Regions from separate parts of the Macaca mulatta genome. Here region 2 is linked to region 1. Evidence: chromatin contacts called from public Hi-C data. All regions are on one chromosome and are shown on one strand. The core of a region is the stretch at or near the end of the contact, and the rest is flanking DNA. Distances in the headings are between cores, read along the strand shown. Region 1 holds the start of GLMN (glomulin, FKBP associated protein). Region 2 holds the start of CDC7 (cell division cycle 7).

Region 1 (7,791 bases), core at 2,515-5,014:
GATGTGGTGCTGATCCTCATCTCCTTGGCAGGCCTCTTCTCTCTATCTGTTTCTTAAATTCCTCAAGATGGGATCTTGGGCCTCTTCTCTTCAGCCTCTTTTCTGTGAACTCAGGTAAATTCTTGTTTTTTTTTCACCCCTCAATGCTTCAATTACCCAATCTTTACATAATTAAAGTCTCACAGATATGTGTCTCAGAGATCTACATCTTAATTCCTGTATCTACTGAGCTCAAAACCCTATTTTCCAATTGACTGCTGTACTTAAATTCAAAATTTCTAAAAGTCAAATCACTTGTTCCTTCAGTAAACTTTTCCCTCTACTTAGGCTGCCTTTTTCTGTTTGATACCATATATTATCCTTTTAGAGGCTAGAAACCCCGTCATTTTTGATGCCTCACCCTCTCAATCAATCCCCTGTATTCTACCCTAAAACCATATGCCATATAGCACTAACCAGCGGTAGAGCAGAGTAGTTAGGAGCTCCAAAACCATGCTACACAGGTCTGAATCTTGGATGTTACATAAAAGCTGACTTACTTTTGGGCAAGTCATTTAACCTTTCAGTCAAAATGAATACCTACTTTCTGAGATTTTGGAGAGACTAAGTTAATAAATGTAAAGGACTAAAGACAGCATCTGGTACATGTAAATACTCAATAAATATTAGTTGTTATTAATTTTTTTATTATTAGCTAAAAGCTAAGTACTTTCGAAGGTTATCCTCTGAGAACGCAATTAGAAAAAAATCAAGAAGAGTTTAAAAAACATAAAATTTATTATATTGAGGGTTACACAGTTATCATAAATATATATTAAAAACAATAAAATCTCCTAATTATTTTAATAAAAAATAAGAAGGGTATAAGCCATTTGAACTAAGAGATGCTATAATAATGTATGATTAAAAAGTTTTAGGAATCCCCCAAATCCAATCAAGATGCCCTGGAGAGAAACACAGGTCAACACGACTACACTGTGATATCGAGAAAGAAACTTCTAATAAATAAGTAGCACTGCAAATGAAGAAAGACTGTGTACCTAGAAAGAAGATGGTCTTTGTATTAGTCTGTTCTCACGCTGCTTCTATGAAAAAATACCTAAGCCTGGGTAATTTAGAAAGAAAAGAGGTTTAATTGACATGCAGTTCCACATGGCTAGGGAGGCCTCAGGAAACTTACAACCATGGCGGAAGGCACCTCTTCACAGGGCAGCAGGAGAGGGGCTGAGTGCCAACAGGGGAAATGCCAGATGGTTATAAAACCATCAGACCTCGTGAGAACTCACTCACTATGATGAGAAGCATGTGGGAAACCACCCCCTTGATTCAATCACCTCCACCTGGTCCCACCCTTGACACACAGGGATTATTACAATTCAAGGTGAGATCTGGGTGGGGACACAGAACCAAACCATAGCAGTCTTCCTTATAAGGAGTATCCAAAGACACAAAATTTGGCAGGGTGTTGCCAAGACAGTGTCCCAGGAAAAAGTTATTCCTGATTCACAAATAAGATCCTTTTCTATTGTAGAGGACTTCTCAAACTATTGTAACTGGATGATACTGGCTAGCATAATGACATATAGCTTTCCTCCTGTTCTGATTCTAAGCACATAAAATACTGTTTTAATTAAAATTTGGTTTTCCATACACATTTGGCTGGAGAATGGGCTGATCACCCAAAATGAATATTTAGCCTGCTTGATATGTATATTTTTCAATGTAAATTAATAACCCAAACACTATTTTTGGACTCCCTAAACCAGAAGTAATTCTGTTTCTTCTAAAAACTCTTTACTTCAACTATAGCACTTATTTTATTTATTTTGCCTCATTATTGTTAGTTGTTTACATGTTTATCTGTTTGACCAGATTGTAAGTACCTTCAAGTATATGACTGTTTCTTTTCTTTTCTTTTTTTCTGAGACAGGGCCTTACTCTGTTGCCCGGGCTAGTCTCAAACTCCTGGGCTCAAGTGATCTGCCTGCCTCGGCCTCCCACAGTGCTGGGATTACAAGCGTGAGCCACTACGCCCCACCTGAATATTTCTAATTCTTTTTTTGTCTTCAGTTCCCTACTGTGAAAATTTAAGTAGATTCTTAAATGTTTGATGGATAAATGACTGGATGAATAGCATCATGTGATTATTCTCTTCCCAAGACTGAAAAGTAAACACCAAGATTGTACGTACCTTATTCTTTTCATTTTGAATAATTTCTAATAGCTGGTCTATGTGCCCTTCTTCTATGCATCTTTGCCCAGCTAACTGAAATAGGCCAAAATCCTCTTCTTTAAAGTCTTGCTCTTCTAGGATTTGCTGGCAAAAAAGCCCCCCAAAAACAAAAGAACAAATGTATATGTAAATAAAAATTAAATACAGTAACTTCTTGACTTATCTATGAAAAAAGGAAATCTGTTTAAATTCTAGGTAAATGTAACGTAAATAACACATGTATCAAAATTAGGATTACCCTAATAAATACTTTAATAAATGACCTTGAAATCTACTGTACCAGTGAAACCTATGAAAAGGATCAGGATTAAAATGTAAAAGGTTATTTAGATAAGTATGTCACCTGGAGAAATAATCCAATCTGCCTCCCCCACTCACGTTCTTTACAGGTCAAAAAAAGCAAGGATTAAAGAAGATAAACAATTTGAGTGACCACAAATATAATTAAAAACCATCTGTGCCCTTCCCATATTTTGAAAGGTATTTAATTTTACAAAAATTAAAAAAATACTTACACATCTCTTTATTATAGACTGAAGTTCCTCTACAGCCATTCCTATTTCTCCCAGTTTCGACGCTAAAATCTACAAATACAAAACACACTGTTAAATATCCGTGATATTACATTTAAGTATTCAAAAGTTATGTTTCAGTGTGATAAATTACTAGTAAATACAATAAAGAAAATGGAAAGTTTTTGTTGTTGTGTTTTTTGGTCCAATAGCATGCTAGGAGAAAATGTAAAGTTCTAAGGTTGAAATGTTATTACTGAATCTTAGTATGTTTGTCTAAGAAAATAAAGTGTTTTTTAAGAAGCCCTTATTGCATCTTTTAAGTTTTCTAGGAGCATAGTTTTGAAAGCTATTTTGAAGGAAAAAAAGAAAAAACTCCCGAGTACTCCCAAGAGGCGAGGCAAATACGAACTAAAGGGCTTTTTAAAAAGCAAAGTACTTCTTTTATGAAAAAAAAATTCCAAAAGGTGGACCTGAAATCAAAATTCTAATCATTAGGGGATTTTTTAATGTCTCACCTCACAAAAATTGGGGTGCAACACAAGTTTATCTATAGGGGGTGAAGATTCAGATGCCCTCCATCCCATTTCTCTCTAGGAGTTGCAGTACCCAAAGTGATCAATCCAGCTAGTGAAATCACTGTATCACACGGAGGCAAGGCAACGGCGGCCTTCAGGAGGAGACCATCGCTTCTCCCGGAGGCAAGGCTCAGCCCCAAACCCTCAGTAGTGACGCGGGTCAGCCCGGTTCTCAGCGCAGCGCGCTATAAGCCGAATAACACCCCAGCGCGCGTGCTGGCGGCATCAGAGGAAGCCATGTCTTCCGATTCCTGCTCGCCTAGGTGTGCAGGCTCCACCACCTCGCGTGGCCTAGTCGGCCCGCGGCACCAAGTCCGCCGCGGCTCACGGCCAACCGCGAGCCCTGGCCACCCCGAACCTCTCCACTACTCCACTTACCAGCCAGATCTCTCGCCTCTCCCAGCCGCCGCCACCTCCTCCGGCCACTTAGCCCGCTCTTCTGGCCCCGCCCCACGCCAGCGGGGTCCGCCTCGCGCTACGCGTAGGAAGGCGGGGCTTCGGGGCGAGACGCCGGAGCTAGTCCGGGTTCCGCAGACTACTCTCCCCGATGGCGGACTGTACTGGGCCGGGTTCTGCCGGCCGCAAGGCCGGGGCTCCTCGCCGCTCTCGAAAAGCCACAGGTAGGAGCAAGGATGTCTTCTCACTTTGGGACCCTGAAAGCTGGACCCCGATCTCGAGTTCTAAACCGAAGCGCACGGGCGATCCTGAAAGGCTGCTTCAGGGGAGGGGTTCTCCCAGGTAGAGAAGGCCGAAAGCTTCCCACCGCCGTCCGCTCCCCCTGGGAAAGATCTCCTGGCCGGCCCTCACCCCTTTACGCCAGTGTTGCAAGATTTCCCTCACGCGGGCCATGGCCCCAGCCTCTGAGAGAAAGTACAGTGGAGGCGCCGGGAACCCAGGCCTAGGGTCCCCGGGGTTCGGGGCAAGTGACTAGGGCAGCGTTGGCAGCTGGTCTTGAACCTAGGACCGGTCCTCCTTTCCAGATTGCTTGGGTGCCTGGTTCTTTGAGGTGCCGGACTCCCCTCTTCTCCCAAAGAGGACGTTTGGCAGACGGAGAGAGAGGTTTCCCTAAAAAGTACCCAGATCTCAGATTTTCAGGAATGATTAATTAAGCAACTATGATACAGAAGAAAATTCAATCCCCAAAGAGATACATTTTAACCAAGAAAAATTAGACAGTAATCAATTTGCAAAAACAAATTGCTTGCCCTTTACCTATTTCATTTTGATTTACACACGATTGGACATAAAATAGGTGGAAAAGAAGAAAAATTCGTCTAGTTTGTTATTTGTGTAGGAATCTATCTTGTACCTAATGTGTTTGTGTAGGCCTGACCTACTGCCACCATGTGTAGCTTAACTGCGGGGATGCATTTTGAGAAATGCGTTGTTAAGCGATTTCATCCTTATGTGACCATCATAGAGTGCACTTACACAAACTTAGATGGTATAGCCTACTTACACACTAGGCTATATGGTACAGCCTATTGTTCCCAGGCTGCAAACCTGCACAGCATGTTACTGTACTAAGTACTGTAGGCAATTGTATATCTAAACATAGAAAAGGTACGGTAAAAATACAGTATTTTAGTCTTATGAGACCGCTGTCTGTATGCTGTCCGTCGTTTACGAAATGTCATTATGTGGCACATGACTGTATTTTTGTTGTAGGTACTAAACAGACAACTACTTTGAAACAAGAAGATGCTTCTAAAAGGTATGACAGCTACATGGACAACTACAATGGCATATCTACTTATCTCATATTACTTGTACCAATTTTAAAACTAATAGTTACCTTTTTTTATTTTTAGAGAAAATTATCATGAGAGGGAAGGGAAAGATCTGGGAAGGCCTATAAATTCTCACATAGACTGTTAACATTCCTCTACTCCAGGCTTTAAGAAAACCAAACTAAGCACTCAGACTGCTAGTGAAGGCGTGAGTGTCTGTAGAAGGTGTTTGTTTTTCACCACTTCAGGTACACTCCCCTTTTATTGCTTTATATGCCAGAGACTCACTCTCCAAGTTTCTCTGTCACTCCAAGAAACCTTTTCTGTTCTTTGTTACATCAAGTCCAGATTTTCATCAAAAAGCTGTCCTGGCCGGGCATGGTGGCTCACATCTGTAATCCCAGCACTTTGGGAGGCCGAGGCGGGTGGATTACGAGGTCAGGAGATCGAGACCATCCTGGCTAACACGATGAAACCCCATCTCTACTAAAAATACAAAAAATTAGCCGGGCATGGTGGCGGGCGTCTGTGGTCCCAGCTACTCGGTAGGCTGAGGCAGGAGAATGGCGTGAACCCGGGAGGTGGAGCTTGCGGTGAGCTGAGATCGCGCCACTGCACTCCAGCCTGGGCAACAGAGTGAGACTCTGTCTCAAAAAAAGAAAAAAGCTGTCTTGTACTAGTTCTGGTTCTCAAAAGGCAAGATATTACCACATATCACACAAAGTTTTAGAAGAGGAATAGAATGTGAAGGGTATTAAAAGTATATGTAGCTATGATTTTCATTTTGTGAAGACTTATTAATCTTATATTGACTTTGGTCTTAATTTACTCATTCTTTCAAAAATTATTTACTGAGTATAAGATATACCAGACCTGTGTTAGGCTCTGAAGATATGGTGAACAGAATAGACACAATTCTTGTCTAGTGGAACAGAGGAATAAATAATAGTTAATTAACATAAACACATAATTACAAATTGTGATAAGCACTATGAAGGAAAAGGCTGTGATGTTACGAGAAAGAATAATCAAGTCTAATTTAGTTGGAAGTGGGTGGCAAGGAGGTTAGTTGTGAGTTTTCAGGGAAAGCCTTATGCTGAGACCTGCATGCTAAGTAGACATTAACCAGACAAAGAGTATATAAAGATTTCTGTATGTGCAGTGCAAAAAGTAGCTTGTTTCCTTTTTGAAAAGTATTGGATCAAAAGTAACAGCATTAGAAAATAGAAATTTGGCCGGATATGGTGGCTTATGCTGGTGATCCCAGCACTTTGGGAGGCTGAGGTGGGAGTATTACTTGAAGCCAGGAGCTTGAGACCCGTCTAAGCAGCATAGTGAGACCTTGTCTTTACAACTAAAAATAAATAAATATTTTTATTCAAAAAAATTTTTAAATATGTTTAAATTTAAGTGGCAAAATAGTGAGTTAGGTTAGTGTTGTATTTTAAAAAATGGAATATTGGACATGAAGCTTATAAGTAGATTAACTTTCTCTTTCAAATTTTAGGAAAGCAGAACTAGAAGCAGCTGTGAGAAAGAAGATTGAATTTGAAAGAAAAGCTCTACATATTGTTGAACAGCTTTTAGAAGAGAATATTACAGAAGAGTTCCTAATGGAGTGTGTATGTGTTAAGTTGACAAATTATTAGTTTTGTAGTATAACATCTTTAAATCTGTGCAACATGAAACTTCTTTGCATTATTAAAATCTTTGAATTTGTTCTCAGTCATTAGATGCAGATAACAATCTATATAATTCATGCATTTTAAAATAAACAACTATCATGCATTCCTTGTATAATGACTTTAAAATGCACTAATGAAAAATAACAAGTACATAACAAGGTGATGACAGGTAATGTATATTTCAAAATTAATAAGAGTGGATTTCAAATATTCTCACCATAAAGGATAAATATGTGAGGTGATGGATATGTTAATTAGCCTGATTTGGTCAACATATACATGTGTTAAAACATCACATACTACCCCACAAATATATACAATTATTATTGTCAATTAAAAAGCAAAAAGAGGCCAGGCACAATGGTTCATGCCTGTAATCCCAGCACTTTGGGAGGCCAAGGTGGTTGGATCACTTGAGGTCAGGAGTTTGGGACCAGCCTAGCCAACATGGTGGAACCCTGTTTCTACTAAAAATACAAAATTAGGCAGGTGTGGCTCATGCCTGTAATCCCAGCTGCTCGGGAGGCTGAGGCATGAGAATCACCTGAACTCAGGAGGCAGAGGTTGCAGTGAGCTGAGATCACGCCACTGCACTCCAGCCTGGGCAACAAGAGCTAGAACCTGTCTCAAAACAAATAAATAATAAATGGAAAAAAAGAAAAATGAGGATGAGGGAGAAAAAAAAAAAGAAAAAGCAAGTATATTTTGCCCTTAGTCGTAGTTCTTTTAACCAGTCTGCTAATATCACTTGATTTTCTTCAGTTTGTTCTATGATTGCAATTCCAGTTTTCTATATTCTGTGTTGTATTATTTTAAGTAACAGAAGAATATTATTTTTGTCAATGTAATTTCATCAATTTTCATATTTCAAAAACCTGAAATACAGATCATTTATGACTATAAAACAGGAGAATTAAGTTCCACATTAATTTTTTTTTTTTTTTTGAGATGGAATCTGTTGCCCAGTCTGGAGTGCAGTGGTGCAGTCTCGGCTCTGCAAGCTCTGCCTCCCAGGTTCATGCCGTTCTCCTACTTCAGCCTCCCGAGTAGCTG
Region 2 (7,791 bases), core at 3,903-6,402, 790 kb before region 1:
TCAATTTTTCAAAACCCAGAGTGGACTTCGCTTTTCCAGAACAATTTTCTGACCCAAAGTTAATCACCTCCTCATAGAATTGTTGCTCAAGTCAAGTAATTAATAAATGTGTATTGTTTAGAAGAGTGCTTGGCCTGTGGTGAGCTCTATGTCAGTGTTAGCCATGATGATAATGACAATGATGAGATTTCCTTACACAGTAATTGACATATATGTGGTCAGTGAATATTTTTCCAATGTTATTGAATTTGTCAAATAAATGAATAACATGGAATAAGTGTTATTCATGTTACTGTGATAAAAGCTGGAGTACAGGTTGCTAGGGAAGCATGCACCCAGGAACTCAACCTATTCAGTTGAGAAAGAAATGTCTTCAGAAAGACATGCTCCATGCTGGGTCATAAAGGATAAACATGAAAACTGTCCACTTCAGCCATTAGAGATATATATATATATCAAGCTACTTAAGAGTGGAGTCCTCTTTTTAGTCATTTGTATATTACAAGTACCTATTGTGTTGCTGGACACAGCAAGTGTGAGAAGGCATTCATTCAACGAAAAAATAAATTCAAATGTTAGGTGTCTTCCATGAGCTCTCCCAGAAGCTTTAAATATTATTTGGTTTGTGTAACAATCCTGTAAGGCAGTTATTTTTCTGTCCTGCATTACTAATTGAGAAATCAAACTTTGGTAAATTTGTGGACCTTTGTATATTTCAAATTTCTTGCTGCTTCATTGTAGTTTCAGAATTGATTTATAGCTTTTAGATTTTTAAATAATTTGCAATTTTATTTTTGAAATAAAAATTTTCCCCATTAAATTCTAAGTGTTTTGTCCTGGTATACTTTATAATGACTGTCTAGAATTTCATTTTGTAACCTGGGAATTTCTACATTTACTCGGCCATTGCCCTAAGAAATAATTTCTGTTCAATTTCAAAAGCTATGTATTTGCTTTACTTTATCTTTTTTTTTTAAGACAAGGTCTTGCTTTGTCACCTAGGCTAGAGTGCAGTGGTGCCATCACAGCTCACTACAGACTCAGCCTCCAAAGCTCAAGCAATCCTCCCACCTCAACCTTCCAATTAGCTGGGACTACAGGTATGTGCCACCATTCTGAGCTAATTCTTCTTTTTTTTTTTTTTTTTTTTTTGGTATTTTTTGTAGAGACAGTGTTTCGCCATGTTGCCTAAGCTGGTCTCAAACTCCTGGACTTAAGCTATCTGCCCTCTTCAAACTCCCAAAGTGCTGGGATTACAGGCATAAGTGACCACACCCGGTCTGCTTTATTTCTATCCTAGGTTAATAAATTCCTCCAAGATAGGAGGTTCTAAGAGAGTTTGTCAGCTATTTATATATATAATAGTAGAGAGGGGGATAAGATTTCCAGTAAGTTTTCCTTTGTCATTTCTTTCTTTCCTAGTCATTTTTCTTTTTTTTCCTTTTTTTTCTCTGTGTGTGTGTGTGTGTGTGTGTGTGTGTGTGTGTGTGTGTGTCCTTTGGTAGGGACATTCATGGAGAGAAAGATGAGCAGAATTATTTGAAAGTTGTTCTGGGAACTTATTCTGAGTTTACTGTACAACTGACCAGAGGCTCCCCATTTCTCCCAGAGTCAGAAGTTGCACCCAACTCAAATTTCCACAGGCCTCAAGGTCTCCAGTAGCTGGGCATCTGGTTTTCCCAGACAACACTTAGAATCACTCGGCTTCTAAATGCAGATTAGCTGGTGCCTAAGTAGTTTGAAGTCCACTAATAAGATTGTTCTCATGTGCTCCCTCTAAGAAAGGAGGACACTTAGAGGATCCCTTTGCAACAGCACAGATCCACAATCTCACTGGCACAAACAGGTCCATGGCTTCCCTTGCTAACTCTGAGTTAGTAACTTCTTTCAGGCTATAATGGGTCAGCTGTGAGTTATGGAAGGGACAGATCCCGGGCTAGGCTATCTAAAGAAAACTTCACTGACTTTGGAGGATACAGAGAGAAACAAAAGATAACAAAACACACACACACACACACACACACACACACACACACACACACACACACACGCAGCACAAACAGACCTGGAGGCAGAATAAACATGTTATGAAGGAAAAATGGTAAAGGCACTGGTCTGACCCTAAAAAAAACTTTGTATATGTAGTTATCAAAATCTCTAAATAATAATTTTTAGTCAACAACCTACCTTCAATCTGCTTACAGGAGACATAAGTGCAACCAACCATTTGAAACCTAATTTCTAGCTGAGCATGGTGGCATACACCTGTAATCCTTGCTACTTGGGAAGCTGTGGCAGGATAATCGCTTGAGCCCAGGAGTTCGAGGCTGTAGTGATTCATGATCATGCCACTGCATTTTAGCCTGGGCAACAGAGCCAGACCCTGTCTCTACTAAGTAAATACATAAATGAATAACAAAAATAAATAAATAAAACCTAACTTCTCATTGTACATTAATTCCATAGCCATTTATTAAATCCATACTATGTGAACAGCCATGTGCTAGGTATTACGGACAGGATCACAGAGAAAGGGGGAAAAAGTACCTACTAAAAATTAACTAATACAAGCTAACAATGTCCAGGCCTATGGGACCAAGCACTTTACATGTATTATGTCACTTTATCTAATTTAATCCCTATAGCAAACCAAGCAAATATTTGTTCATTTTACATTTTTGAAATGTGAATGTCACAGATATTGAACAAGTTACACAGCTAGTATAAAGTTTATAAACAATTTGGCACTGTAGCCACCATTCTATTTGTGTGCCCTACCCTCCCGATAAAGACAAGAAACCAAACTAAGAAACAAACCAAACCTCAAGAGTTGTCTCCATTTGTAGATCTTTTGTTTGTCAATAAATTCAATATAGTCTTTCTGTCCCACTCCAAAGTTGCTCTTTCTAAAGGCTCTAATGACTATCTCTGATCAGTTCTGTATCCTCACTATTTCTGTGAAGCATTTGCTATAGATGACCACTTCTAATTGTAAAACTTTCTGCTCTTGGCTTCTATGACATCGCCTTCTTACCTCACAGACTACTACTTCTCAGTCTCTTGCTGGTTCTTCCTCCTCCTCTGCTCAACTATGAAATGTTGGAAGTTATCATAGCCCAACTCTCTATCTACAATCTTTGCTTAGATAATATCGTATAGTCCAAGACTAAGTTTCATCTATAAATTCATAACTGCCAAGTTTATTTCTTCACCCTGAACTATACCCCAGACCAATATATTCATCTGTTTCTTTGACATCATCAGTTGCATATCTTGAACTTGATTATTGTAAACGTCCTCCAGACAATGACCACCAGGAACACAACTACAGCTGAGCAACTCGGATTTATTGCTTGTTTCAGTACATGAGAATGCACACCATGGGGAACCATGGGATGTCTTAGGAAGAGGGTGTTAAAAAGGACTTGTTATAGAATTTGAGTTTGTGTTAGGAGATTTATGGAAGGGTTCAAGAAAGAGGGACTTTGGTCTGGATTGGAAGCTGTAAGGAAGCAAAGATAATTCTATAATTGGGTATTTTAGTAAGTATTATGTAGAAGGAAGGAAGGCTAGACTGAGGCTAAAACTATAATTGGTAAAGAAGCAGCAGGCGCTCGTATTAGCCAGGATAAGGAGATATTTGATCATTTGTATGGCTTGGGCAATGTTGATGTTTTGTCTATGTTCAGGTATGATTACAGAGTGATCTTACTTTTGTCTTGATCTATCATGGTCAAACTCTGTCTTGTCTTGATGTTCTGTGAAATTGTTTATGTTCAACAGAAGAATAAAAATGCTTAGCTTTGATTGCCAGGCCAGCTCAAAGCAACGGCAAGCCAAGCTGGTAGTACCAGGCCATCTCCTGGATGTCACGGTCTGCTTTTCTCTTTCTCAGTATCCACACTAGAATTCTTGATTTACTCTCTTCCACCTCACTCAATCAAAACCCATTACCTCACAGACTTCCCTTCTCTGTGGCACTACCACCCACACATATGCTAGCCCCAAAACCTAAGATTCACTCTTGATGATGCCCTTTTCTTAATTTTCCACAGCCAATCACCAAATCCCATTGTCTTCTTTCTTTTATTTCTTCCGCCATTGTTCTGGTCCAAACTACCATTATCTTTCTCCTAAACATGAAGTGCATCCTATTTCCTCTGCTTCCACATTTGCCCCTCTATAATCCATTCTCTTCATAACACATAGATCGTATCACTCCCTTGCTTTAAAACTTTCAAATAGCTTCCTATTGTACTCAAAATAAAAGCCAAACTTCTTACCCTGGCTTTCAAGGACCACGGTCTGGCTTCTGCCTAACTCTCCACCCTCATCTATCTGGGACTATCTTGCCGCTCACTCACTATGCTTCCCCCACACTGGCCTTTCCTGCCCTGCCCCTGCAACATACCAAGTTCCTTTCTCTCTGCATTTGCCCTGTCCTTTCTTTGCCAGAACAGTAGTCTCCCTGCCAGCTCTTTCTCATCCAGGTCTCTTTGAGAGGGCTTCCCTGACCATCTAGATGCCACCTTTCTAGGTACTATCACATCTTTTCATTTTATTTCCTTCAAGTAGTAATCAATACCGGAAAGAATACTGTTCATGTATTCATCCGTTATTGTCATCGCTTCATTGGAATTTAGCTTCCTACAGGGATGGTGTTTGTCTTGCTCACTATGATTTCAGCCCCTAGAAATCCGCCTACCTCAGAGCCAAGGACTCAGTAAACAGTATACACTGCCTTCCTGCCACTGTGCTAATTTCTACTAACACAGTCACAAATAATCAGCATTTTCTGCTTGTTTTTAACGTAAAGTAGGGCACTCAATGAAAAGGAAATAAAAGGAGAGTCAAGAAAGTGCCTTCTATCCATGGAGTACCCAAGTGTTGTGCGGCCACGGTATATAGGGATGTGTCAGCACCTGAGGTGTTTCCTTCTCTGAGCTAGTTTCTTTCCTGGAAATCATGTTGGGCCCTTAGCCTTATGGTTCACCCTGTTTTTTAAGATCATCCCGGGGTTTCATTCCCGTAACCGCTCTTCCAGCTGGCCAAGGGGGCGGGAAGAAATCCCAGCCTCTTGCGCAAGCGCCCAGTAGCGGAATCCGCTGGGTCGAGGGCTTTAGTGTGCGCATGTGCAACGAGAGCTGCGGCGGGAAGTGTTGCGCAGGCGCATCCGATCCACTCGGTAGGTGGGGAGCTCTTGGAGACGGCGACCCAGGCATCTGGGGAGCCCCAGAAGTCGTACTCCCTTAAACCGTGAGTTTCAGACGGTTTGTTCCGTGGCGCGGGATTGTGAGGGATTAGGAACGAATTCTGGATGGTGACTTCGGTTTTCTCGCCGTGCAGTTCCTTTCCCCGCCCCCCTTCGGATCCCTCCGACCTGCGGCGGGAAAGTCGCGCGCCTGCGTACTAAGCATCTGGTTCGGTCTCTGGCCCGAGGGAAGCCGGTCTTTTCCGGCTGACCTCGCGGCCAGGGCTGGTCGGAGGATTCCCATTCATTAAGCCATCTCCTCCTCCGCCCAGTACTCGTAGCCAGGGTCGTATCAGTTCTCCATCAACTTGCGTGGGGCCTTGGACGAGCTTCCTGGCGCTCCCTGTCAGTGGCGAAACGGTTTTCTCCCTCTGTCCTTTTCCTGACTTCAAACCGCCCCCGGCGCTCGGCCCCTCCCCCACGCGGTCCCGCAGGCTACGCCGGACTCGCAGCCTCGCCGTTTCCCACTGCGCCGGCTGCTGCGCGGGTACCCAAGCCGGGAAATTCTCCCTGCAGCCCCCTGCCGGCGTTTCTGATAGGTGAAAATAAAGCACATGGAATTCCTTAGAAAAGGCCACAGTATGCCCTACTGTGGAGGTTTGGACACATGGTGCATTTGAAAATGTTTGCCCCTTTGGGGGCAGTGGCATGTTTTTAGTGCGTGGTTTAGCGAGTGATCTAAACTTCTCCAGTGTTCTAATTTTTACAGCTGCTTTGCTTTCCCTGTGGATGTAACCCCTTAGCTGGCATTTTGCATCCCAATTGTCTTGTGATGGAGGCGTCTTTGGGGATTCAAATGGATGAGCCAATGGCTTTTTCTCCCCAGCGTGACCGGTCTCAGGCTGAAGGCTCTCTAAAAAAAAACGAGCAGAATTTTAAACTTGCAGGTATGTGTTTAATTCCAAAGATGTACAGTTGCAGAGATTTTTCAGGCAACAATTCTGTGTTTTCAGTTGCTCTCAAAAAATAAGTAGATTGAATCTTAAAGTGAGTTGTGTGTTTCTGTAGGACAGTGTTTTAAAACAGAGCTTCATACGATCTAAATGTAGGACTGAATTGCAATTTGGAAGACTGTAATACAACCCGTTTTACGGTTGAAGTTGTTATGGTCATCAATATTGGTAACTAAGAATGCAGAAGTTTGATGATGCCCAAATTAAATTTCTCTTCTCTACCTGTGTTCTTGTCTCTACTCACCACATTGCCTTAAGCTTAAATTTAGAAATTGACACTGGAGATCATCACTTAAGTATTCAAAAGCAGAACTCACAGAGAAAAAAATATGAAATGTTTGTAGCAATAATAAAGCACCATATCTCAGTGTAGAGCATGAAATGTTGTTTGGCCGTAAACCAGACCTTGGGGTGAAGAGGACAGGGTCAAGCAGTGCGTGCTTTTGTACACTCGCATGTGTGCTTTCATTTCTGCTCTGGCACAGGACCTGGGACATAGTAGGTATTTATTAATAATAAATATTTGTTAAATAGAGGAATTCTAGTTGACTGTATTTGTTTTCCTGAAAGGGTAGCCAGATCTTTTCCATCTTTGTCTGAAGTGAATTCTGTGCTTGTCCAAAAGATACTTATTTTGACCTTTTGTCCATATATTCTTTATAACCCCACCCTAGAAAAATATGACATCACATACTTTCTGCTTTGATGGAAGTCATTTATCCCAGTTACCTAAACTTGAAACTTTAATCTTCAGCTGATGCTTTTTATTTGTTCCCCATATCGTCACCTAGCTTTATCTCTTTTTAATAGGTATGGCATTGTGTCTTCTTTCCATTCCCATTTCCACCACATTAATTCATTTCCTTACACTTTGTTCCTGATTTACAACAGTTTCTCACCTATGCTGCCTGCTTGCACTTTTCCATCCTTCAGTTCATCTGGTACGTTGGTGCTAGAATAATCTTAAAATGCCACTTTCATCCAGTTTCGTGGATACTGTTCCTCTTCCTTTCCATTTTTCCAGCAGTTAGCTGTTTTTTTAGTTCATCTTTCCCTTACTAGTCATTGGACACATAACACAGTAACACAGTCATTGTAGTATTCTTTTTCTATCGCTTAGGATTCTGCATTTTGTCTCCACTGTAAGCCCCTTGGTGGCAGTATCTCCTCTGGCTTCTGAAGTATGTTGTGACTTCAGCAGAGTATCTGAATGGATGACTCTGACTTGGTTCTGGCATCTTGTTTAGGAGAATGCCACTATTCTAATATTCTGAAAATCTGCTGGGAAGTAAAGAATGGGGTGAATTTTATTCCAGATTTCAAAAGTTTTGTAGCGTTTATGTAACAGAATATTGGACATTATAAATAATACGATAAATTGTAAAACATGCTAAAACTTTACTCTTGCAGCTCTTTTTAAAATATGATCCTTAATAACAGCTAAAATTATATAAACATAACTTCAATGGGGAGTAAAGCTGATGAGGTCCAGGCACGTAACAGTCTCGTAATCTAATTGGGAAAGTAAATCAAATTAGATCATAAGACAGGTATATCCCTGTACCTTATCAGCTTTACTCCTTATTG

What was found. A called contact is a pair of places that touch in the nucleus more often than the background predicts.
Region 2: a contact with region 1 is called in a Hi-C map of fetal cortical plate, with 4 times the contacts expected there. The contact joins the promoter of CDC7 here to the promoter of GLMN in region 1. A contact is called at or near these places in 2 of 14 Hi-C or Micro-C datasets (fetal cortex germinal zone and fetal cortical plate).

What each region holds. Positions count from the first base shown.
Region 1 is chr1:148,017,988-148,025,778 of T2T-MMU8v2.0, reverse strand. It overlaps GLMN (glomulin, FKBP associated protein), which reads right to left and starts at 3,764. Exons shown (of 20, transcript XR_013400626.1): 1 at 3,702-3,764; 2 at 2,749-2,817; 3 at 2,192-2,317. It overlaps RPAP2 (RNA polymerase II associated protein 2), which reads left to right and starts at 3,835. Exons shown (of 13, transcript NM_001257890.1): 1 at 3,835-3,943; 2 at 4,992-5,037; 3 at 6,561-6,675. The coding sequence starts at 3,871.
Region 2 is chr1:148,809,191-148,816,981 of T2T-MMU8v2.0, reverse strand. CDC7 (cell division cycle 7) reads left to right here and starts at 5,152. Exons shown (of 12, transcript NM_001266610.2): 1 at 5,152-5,256; 2 at 5,995-6,138. The coding sequence starts at 6,024.